Regions from separate parts of the Ovis aries genome. Here region 2 is linked to region 1. The links are chromatin contacts, called in public Hi-C maps. All regions are on one chromosome and are shown on one strand. Each heading gives the region's core, a stretch centred on a gene start, on an enhancer-like site or on the middle of the called end of the contact. The rest is flanking DNA. Distances are from core to core; before and after follow the strand shown. Region 1 holds the start of EIF3D (eukaryotic translation initiation factor 3 subunit D). Region 2 has its middle 11 kb from the start of NCF4.

Region 1 (4,893 bases), core at 1,491-3,990:
GCTGGTAGGGCATATCCCGAAACTGCTCCGGAACTGCACAGGGACCCCAGCCTGAGGGGTTGTCCTGGATCACGGGTGTCATGAACTTTGCCATCTTTTAAAACCTTAAAAATACAAATAACAAAGTAACTCCATGAAGAAAAGCCTCTAAAAAACAAACAAACAAAAAAACCCGAAGTCTTCCATTTGAGGTAAGCTAATACAGGATAAAGTTAAAAAAGCAAAACACAGAACAGAACCCTCAACTGCTGAGCTACTCTCCACTTACCATCTTCTTGTGAATAAGACTGTGAATACTTAAAACTCAGACGACTGCTCACCAAATTTATGTATCATATCTCACCATTTGTTTTTTCCCACTGTACTATCTCTGACATGAACCTGCACCTTCTAACTGATGAGGTGTCATACCGTATCTGGCAACTTTTCTTTCTTAGTGTTACATGAAGATATTGTGCTTCTTGAATTCAGTGATGTCTTACAGACTTGATGAAATGTAATTAACTTTTTTTTGAGTTTAATAACCAGGTTCCAGTTTTCATTCACACCTTTACCAGACATACAATATTTAATTCCCCTAAACCTCAGTCTCTTTACCTGAAAAATAATAAGATCCTTGTTTTATTCCCATCAGAGGATCACTGTGAAAGCTGTATATATTAGTTAACATAAGCAGAAATAGTTCCATTGTAAAACGCCAGACACTTACTATTCTGTCTTACAAAAATACATTTACACACAGTGCCGAGAAAAAACAAGGGTCCATGAATGTATCCTGAAATGCAACCTTCCTTTGTTGTTCTTTCAATTTTCTGTTGTCAGTGTAAATTCTTATGCAGGGCATAGAAGTCAGGCAGAAAGCCCAGCAGAAGGTTGAGGAAGCCAGAAGCCTTATGTCATGAAAGTGGCCGAACACAGCCAATGTTCATAAACATTATGAGTACCAGGCATGTTGTTAGCGCTTTCCACACATTAATTCATTAACTCCTCAACAATCTCCTCCCGAGGTAGGGCCAGTATTAGCCCCACTTTCCAGAGAAGAAAACTGAGGCACAGAGATATCAAGAAATCGCCCAAAGTTGCAACACTAATGGATGAAAATCTGAACCCTGGGAAACTGGCTTCAGAGTCCACACTTTGTGTAAGGCCAGTACTCCGCTCAGGAAGAGTAAAAACCAGGGGCTCGACAGATATCTGCCAAACAATTCCTCCCCAAAACTCATGCATGCATTTATCATCCATTCTAATCCCCTGAAAATGCCCAGAAGCTGAGTTCCCAGGGGAAAATTCACCACACAAATATTTCCAGAGTCTGGGGAGCAATCAAAGAGCTGCTGCTGCTAAGTCACTTCAGTCATGTCTGACTCTGTGCGACCTCATAGATGGCAGCCCACCAGGCTCCCCTGTCCCTGAGATTCTCCAGGCAAGAACACTGGAGTGGGTTGCCATTTCTTTCTCCAGTGCATGAAAGTGAAAAGTGAAAGTGAAGTCGCTCAGTTGTATCAATCAAAGAGCAAAGAATACTAAATTTATGAAACTCTCTTCATTTTCCCATGATGGGGAGAGTTCCTAGAGGTGACACTTGCGTGATCCAAAAGGGCATGAACCTGGAAGCCCCATCCTCCTACCTAAACTTAAATTACACTACAGGAAGCGGACTGAGGGAGAGTGTGGTGGTCTCAAAACAATATACCCTTATATATTACCAGGGTCCTACAACATGTCAGATGCAACACCACTAAACCCCTAGGCCCCAATTTCAGATTAAAAAAAAAATACACAGTTCAGCCAAATCAAGCAGCTGATCTCATCATTTCAAGATAGACTTGGTTTCTAGGGTCCTCTGTCTTAAGTGTAACACTCTTCCCATTATTTTACAGCTGGACAGCAGCCTGAAAAGATCCTGGGTTTCAGATCATATCAATAACACAGTGAGATATCTCCAAACACACTTTAAAAGGGGCGGAAGGAAGTCGCTTGGTTTCAACGCGTAAACTAAAAAGTAGGCAGAGTACAATGTAACCAACAGGGGAAACTAAATCTTTCAGTTGAAACGGAGTGACAGCTGTACTGGCTACAGATAAAGGATGGGGCGGCATCAACAGGACAGTCATAGGGAGAACCTTGTGGCTGGCAGGTTACTGCAGATCGTTTGCCAATTCCTGGGCGGTTAATGTCAAATCAGAGATCAACCAACTACATCCTAGCCTTCCATTTCATAGGCAAGGAAAAGAAACATTTAGACGGTGAACTCCTCAGAGCAGGGCCGAACATCGCTCAGTTTGGCACACCCAATAGCCCTCTCGTAGAAGCTCAGGGAACCGTGGGGCACTTTAAAAGACCCTGAGACTCAGCGGGGTTAATGACATGTTCACATCAGAACACACTGTCGGTGGCCGCTAAGCGGACTCCACGGAAAGAGACCTCAACCACAGGCTCTGCCCCGCACTGGGTCGGACCTGGGGGGACCGAAGGCGGATTCCTGCCCCTCCCAGCGGAGGTACAGGGAAGCAGGAGGGGGCGTACGGAAGTCTCTTCCGGCAGGCCCCCGAAGGCCAGGCGCAGCTCAACTCTGCTCTGGAGATCCGCGGAAGCGTACGGAATACGCTGCTTACCTGTAACGGCCGTAACCGGCCCCGATGGTGAGAGATAGTCTAGGCCGAATACCGCGCCACCGCCTGAGCTACGGGGAACCGGGAAAGGAGGAAACATGCGCGCGCAGCGGCCGGCACCGTAAATACGACCGACGGTGTCGTAAACTGCTTCTTGGCTTCCTTCCGGTTCGACGGCGGAACACGCGAGTCGTAAAGCGAAGGCACATCCGGAAGTTCGTCCCTGTTCTCTTCGCGGTGTTCTTATTTAGCCTTCGAGGATGTTTACAGTTACGTCATGGGGCATCCGGCGACACTCCGAGAGTTTCAAGTTTCTTGAAACGTGGCGGCCTTGTAGTTGGAGTTGGAAGCGGCGACTGGCTGAAAGCCCCTCTATGTCCCACAATGCCTTGCGGGCCGCTCTGGCCCTCTGTATCCCACAACGACCCGCGGCTTCTGCCTTCTTTAAAAGATCGTGTTGTTTGAGTTTCACCGTTAGGGGGAGTTCGAGTCTTTCAGGCAGGTTTTTGCGGCTACTCGCTGAGCTTTGAGCGCTTTCGGAAACAGACCAGGAGGTGCAAAGTGACCTGAGTAGATCAGACTACTAGTGTCGGAGGTCGCTGCCAGTGTTCAAACCATACCTCCACAGTTCTCAGACTTTCTTGTTTGACAAAGATTCCTGGAGAGCTAATTTGAAAAATGAAGATTCCGGGTCCCCTTCCATAGACTGTTATACAAGCGTGGCTTAGCTGGAGCCCAGAAACCTGCATTTTAATTGGTGGTGATTCTGAAGTGGCGACTCAGGAACCACCTGGCTACGATGGCAACGGTGCTGTCTTTTTGGAAACTCAGCCTACGGAGTTTGTCCTGCAGCACGCCAGGCCTCCCTGTCCATCACCAACTCCCGGAGTTCACTCAAACTCACGTCCTTCAAGTAGGTGATGCCATCCAGCCATCTCATCCTCTGTCGTCCCCTTCTCCTCCTGCCCCCAATCCCTCCCCAGCATCAGAGTCTTTTCCAATGAGTCAACTTCGCATGAAGTGGCCAAAGTACTGGAGTTTCAGCTTTAGCATCATTCCTTCCAAAGAACACCCAGGACTGATCTCTTTCAGAATGGACTGGTTGGATCTCCTTACAGTCCAAGGGGCTCTCAAGAATCTTCTCCAACACCACAGTTCAAAAGCATCAGTTCTTCGATGCTCAGCTTTCTTCACAGTCCAACTCTCACATCCATACATGACCACTGGAAAACCATAGCCTTGACTAGGCGGACCTTTGTTGGCAAAGTAATGTCTCTGCTTTTGAATATGCTATCTAGGTTGGTCATAACTTCCTTTCCAAGGAGTAAGCGTCTTTTAATTTCATGGCTGCAGTCACCATCTGCAGTGATTTAGGAGCCCCCCAAAATAAAGTCTGACACTGTTTCCACTGTTTGCCCATCTGTTTGCTATGAAGTGATGAGACCAGATGCCATGATCTTTGTTTTCTGAATGTTGAGCTTTAAGCCAAGTTTTTCACTCTCCTCTTTCACTTTCATCAAGAGGCTTTTGAGTTCCTCTTCACTTTCTGCCATAAGAGTGGTGTCATCTGCATATCTGAGGTTATTGATATTTCTCCCGGCAATCTTGATTCCAGCTTGTGCTTCTTCCAGCCCAGCGTTTCTCATGATGTACTCTGCATAGAAGTTAAATAAGCAGGGGACAATATACAGCCTTGACACACTCCTTTTCCGATTTGGAACCAGTCTGTTGTTCCATGTCCAGTTCTAACTGGTGCTTCCTGACCTGCATATAGGTTTCTCAAGAGGCAGGTCAGGTGGTCTGGTATTCCCATCTCTCAGAATTTCCCATAGTGTATTGTGATCCACACAGTCAAAGGCTTTGGCATAGTCAATAAAGCAGAAATAGATGTTTTTCTGGAACTCTTTTGCATTTTCGATGATCCAGTGGATGTTGGCAATTTGATCTCTGGTTCCTCTGCCTTTTCTAAAACCAGCTTGAACATCCGGAAGTTCACGGTTCATGTATTGGGGAATTTCAAAACATTTGAAAGAATCTGAGTGTGTAATTTTTGTTCAAACCTCAAGATTATTTTCTACCTGGTCTCCTAGGCTTCGTTATCAGTCTCCTGGCCTGTCTCCTTTATTAGAAAGTATACTTGCTGTTAGAGCTGATATTTATTCTTGGCTCTGCCACTTTAGCAGTGTAGCCTTCACATCTCTGGGCCTCAGTTTCCTTATTTGTAAATTGAAGATGATAAAAAGAGGTGCTGTGAGGGTAAAATATATGTATGTGAAAATAC
Region 2 (4,893 bases), core at 1,757-4,256, 300 kb after region 1:
ACCTCAATAAAAAAAAATATGAAAAGAAATGGAATCATTAAAAAGAAATGTCAATTTCCAACATGGCCAGGCTGTACAAACCACCATCAGAGGAGCCCTTCCTTCCTGGGGCAGAGTTCCTTGAAAGGCAGTGACACCATGGTGGCACCAAGAAACAACAGTAGACCCCCCAGGGAGGAGGGGCCCTGGGTCAGGGAGGGCACACACTTGGGCAGCTGCTCAGCCTCCTCTCCACCTGAGCTCTCCTCAGCTCTCACTCTGTGGACTGTTACCAGGGAGACTTTTGGCTCCTAAGTCTGGTGCAGGGATCTGCAAAGTACGGGCTGAGGGCCACGTCTGCGACCTATTTTAGTAAATAAAGTTGTATTGGAAGTCAGCCACACCCATTCAATTATTTATTGTTTATGACTGCTTTCATGCTGTGACAGCAGAATCCAGTAGTTGTGACCGCCCGAGACCGGTGCCCTGCAAAGCTTAAAATATTTACTATCTGGCCCTTCACAAAACACGTTTGCCAACACTGCTCTAATGGATGTAGTAGGACACAGGCTTCGTTGCTGCAATGAAGGTCAAAATCTCAGTGGCTTGGACAACAGAGGTTTCCTTCTTTCCCAAGGACAATCTGAATGTAAGCTATGCAGTCTGGTCGGAGACCCAAGTTCCCTGAGCCATGCGTTCTCCACTGCAGGCCTCTCCAGCTAGCAGGAAGGCGAGGAGGAAGGTGGAGCACGTGCCTTCTTCCTTTGAGGGTGCAGCCTGAAAGTTGTGCCCATAGCTTCCCCTCCCATCCCACTGATGAGCTGTTGGTCACACGGTCACATGTAGCTGCAAGATAGATTGGGAAAGGATACCTCTACCAGAGGGCCATGAGTCCAGTCCAACTTCTTATGGACTTCATTGCCTAAGGAAGAAGAGGAAAATGGATTCTAGAGCATTCTGTAGCCAAGAACTGAGTGAAGAGGGAGAGGAATTTGCATTCCCTGGAGGGTCTTGGAATAAAATTTGTAACATGCCCAACTTGAGCAGCTGTCTGTAATATAAAATGTCTCCTTCCCCCATTTTCCTCCTCAAATATTTATTGAACCCTTGATTAGATCAGGCTCCAGCTGGGTGTTTTTTTTTACAGATAAGGAAGCTGATGTTCAGAGTGGTTATGTGAGTTGTCTGAGGGCCTGTCCCTTTGCCCCAGGCATGAGATTCCTCCTGCCTGACCATCCTGCTTCCCTGGAGATATTCTGGCTGGGAGCTAGACTAGAGGCCTGTGAGGCTGCCTGAGTATTGAGGGGGAAGTAGACAAATTATTTTAACAGTGAGAATTTAATATAGGGGATTGGTTGAATGGATCTCAGAAGACTGGAGAGACAAAAGGAGACACTGAGGTAACCAGATAGTAACTGCTTCCTATAACCGTGGGAATAGGAGGAAGAGGGTGGGGTTGTCATGACTTAGAAGCCTGGCAGAGGGAGCTGGTGGAGGGAGTGTTGGTGCCCAGCTGGGGCTGGTGCCTTAGAAGCTTGGAGAAGGGTCCTCAGGGAGCTGGGACTCAGAACTCCAGACCTCTGAGGAGGGAGTGGGGAACCTCATCCTGGGAATGTGGAAAGAACTAGAAACTAGAGTCAGTGGTTACTGGGACCAACTGTGGCTTCCAGGGCAGCAAGGCTGCTGGGTACAGGGAAGACGTATGAAGGAGCGAATGCCTTCCTCCTCTCTCTCTGTAGCCCCTGTTCGCAGAAGCTATTGGGAATCAGCTGGCAAAGCAGAAAAGTGGTTTGGAGACCCAACCCCAGCTCCAGGAAGCTGGGCATAAAAGGGTAGATTTGTTTGTTTTGTTTTTTGCCTGTGCCCCATGCGGGATCTTTGTTCCCTGACCAGGGGTCAAACCTGTGCCCCCTGCATTGGAAGTGTGGAGTGTTAACCTCTGGACCACCAGGGAAGTCCTCAGAAAGGTAAGTGTAGAGCTGAGAGGAGATAATAAGTAACCCAGAGTCTATAGCTGCACTTAGACCCCTGGTCTTTACAGATGGAGCCCCTCTCCCTGAGCCAGTGTGGACCTGGAACCTCGAACATCTGCCTCTTAATACACTGGCTGCCAGGGATGCAAAATGGTGCAACCACTTTGGAGATTTTCTTACAAAGTTAAATATGCAAGTATTAAACGGCCGAGCATCTCTTAAATATTTACCCAAGAGAAGTGAAAACTCATGTCCACACAAGCACTTGTGCTTGAATGTTTGCAGCAACTTTGTTTTAATAACCCCAGACTTGGAAACAGCCCCAATGCCCATCAACTTGTGAATAGATGCCAAATTATGGTATGTTCCTACTATAGACTGCTACTTAGTGATAAGAAGAAGAATTACTGATGTATACACATCAACACTGATGAATTATACCCTGTGAAAGGCACAGAAGACCGCATACTCTGTAATTAATTCCATTCATATGAAATTTGAGAAATGGCAAAGTGGAATGATAGCACACAGATCAGTGGTTGCCAGGGCCTGGGGCGGGGAAGGGAGGAGATTGATGGCAAAGGGGCATGATCTTTTGGGAGTTTTTCAGGGATAATGGAAATCTCCTGTATTGTGATGCAGTGGCTACATAATTGTCAAAACTCGTTGAATTATACACTCGAACTTGGTGAGTGTTTTGTTTGTTTGGTTGTGCTGGGTCTTCGCTGCAGCTCGAGGGCTCTCTAGTTGAAGCATATAGGTTTAGTTACTGCTCGGCATGTGTGATCTTAGTTTCCTGACCAGGGATCAAACCCGAGTCCCCTGCATTATAAGGCAGATTCTTAACTACTGGACCACCAGGCAAGTCCCTAAGTTGGTGAGTTTTATCATATGTAAATTATACCTCAATAAAGCCAATTCTTAAAACGCTGTTAGAATGGGGCACATAGTCTATTTACTTCTAATACCACCTCCTGGGAGCCTCCGTTTGAGCAGCAGACAAAGGGATCTTTTTTAAACATTAATCAGATTACATCACTCTTTATTTAAACACTCTCATAAATTCTCTTTCCTCTTTGAATGAAGTCCAGAGGATTACTGGGGCATACAAGTCCCTATGCCTTGCTCACCGACACCGACACTACGGGGGACTGGAGCAGTAGGACAAATGGAAGCCCGTGTGCTGTGTGCTTAAATTCTTATGACTGCTAATAAGACAGTTCTGTTCTTCTGCCTTGAAATTCTTACGACTGCAGAGCGAGCCAACAAGCTGCTAATAAGACAGTTCTGTTCTTCTGCCTTGACCAGTAGACCTTCATGGGGAGCTGGAAGGCCAGGTGCACAGCTAGATTCTTAAAGTCCTTGCAGTTCTGCGGCAGAGGTGATGGCAGGGAAGGCAGACCCTAAGCCACAGTTTGCCCCACCCCCTCGAGCTTTCCATCCAGGCTCCAGCTGACACTGAAGATACCTGCCAGGCCCCTGGAGACATCTGTGTTTGAAATCCCCTGGAGGCTGAAGACAGCATTGGATATAGAATCGGGGAAGCTGGATTCCTAACATGTATCTCCTGATTTCCCCCGACCTGCGCTCTGCTCTGAATGCCTGAGTGTATGTGTGGGCATGCGTGCATGTGTGTGTGTGTCTCCGTGTGTGCACGGGTGCGCCTATCTGTGTGTTCACTTGTGTGTGGGTGCATGTGCATGTGTGTGCTCGTGTGTATGCACACACGTGTACTTCAACAGTAGTGTGAATTCCAGGAAGGCAACTGCTGTGCCGGATTCATCTCTGTATCCTTTCCACCTGTACAGAAGAGATGCTAAATGCTTGTGAAGTGAATATACAAATGAATTAGCCAGTCCAGCACATTTACTGACAGTGTGAGTTTGAAATCAGCCAGATTTAAGGTCAAAATCTTACTTCATCACTCATCCACTAAGTCACTTTGGTTCAGTCTCCTAATCCCATAGAGCCTCAGTTTCCTTACCTCAAGAGCAGGGGGAAAATAATGACATATTATTGGGGTTGGAATGAGGATTAAGTAACAATAATCAGAGCCAACATGTATTGAGCTGGACTTTGAGCCAAACACTGTAGTTAGGGCATTGAAAGTGCTAACTCACATATTTTTGCAATTTTGTGGTGGAGGGTTGGTTAAACAGTAAACTCTGAGTATCTTAGCCATTATCATATTTGTGATCAAAGGAGAGGAGATTCCGGATCCTTAAGCCTCAGGGGCTTCTTCTTACGAATTCTGCTCAGATTCTGGCTGATGAGGCTTCTGGAGATTTGGCTGTGGAGTTCAGCAAGCAGCGCTTTGCCAAGCTGCTGCTGCTGCTGCTGCTAAGTCGCTTCAGTCTTGTCCGACTCTGTGTGACTCCATAGACAGTCTCCTACCAGGTTCATCTGTCCCTGGGATTCTCCAGGCAAGAACACTGGAGTGGATTGCCATTTCCTTCTCCAATGCATGAAAGTGAAAAGTGAAAGTGAAGTTGCTCAGCCATGTCCGACTCTTAGCGACCTCATGGATTGCAGCCTACCAGGCTCCTCCGTCCATGGGATTTTCCAGGCAAGAGTACTGGAGTGGGGTGCCATTGCCTTCTCCGGCTTTGCCAAGCTAGCTCTCACTATTTGACCCTCTTGTTAGACCGGTCCTTTCGCTTGCGACTTAGGATATTTCCTCTTCCAGGTGGCGCTACAGAGTGGGAACTGGGTTTCTAGGTCGCAGCGTCCCCTGGTGGTCAATTTCCATCAATGATTTTGATTAGGCACAGGGCGGTTTCCACAACTCAAGTGCAGTGACAGCGGATGACATATACGGGGGAAAAATAGAATTTGCTGTAATAAGTTTTAAGTCAGAGGAGAGTGAACTGTGCAGGGGGAGATAGACCAAGAAGGGATCAAGCCATATCAAGGAAATTATCATCAACATTAACATCAATGA

The links. Hi-C and Micro-C count contacts between places; a contact is called where the count stands out from the background.
Region 2: a contact with region 1 is called in a Hi-C map of liver, with 2.9 times the contacts expected there. The contact joins the enhancer-like site here to the promoter of EIF3D in region 1. A contact is called at or near these places in 3 of 16 Hi-C or Micro-C datasets (liver and tail adipose tissue).

What each region holds. Positions count from the first base shown.
Region 1 is chr3:180,582,392-180,587,284 of ARS-UI_Ramb_v3.0, forward strand. It overlaps EIF3D (eukaryotic translation initiation factor 3 subunit D), which reads right to left and starts at 2,741. Exons shown (of 14, transcript XM_060413198.1): 1 at 2,616-2,741; 2 at 1-104. The coding sequence starts at 94.
Region 2 is chr3:180,879,270-180,884,162 of ARS-UI_Ramb_v3.0, forward strand. No RefSeq gene overlaps it. Among named protein-coding and RNA genes, the nearest start is that of NCF4, 11 kb to the right of the region's middle. Within about 2 kb of position 3,007, at least 3 of the 54 cell types and tissues checked have an H3K27ac peak or open chromatin away from gene starts, as enhancers often do. A contact at or near this core is called in liver, where this site is marked.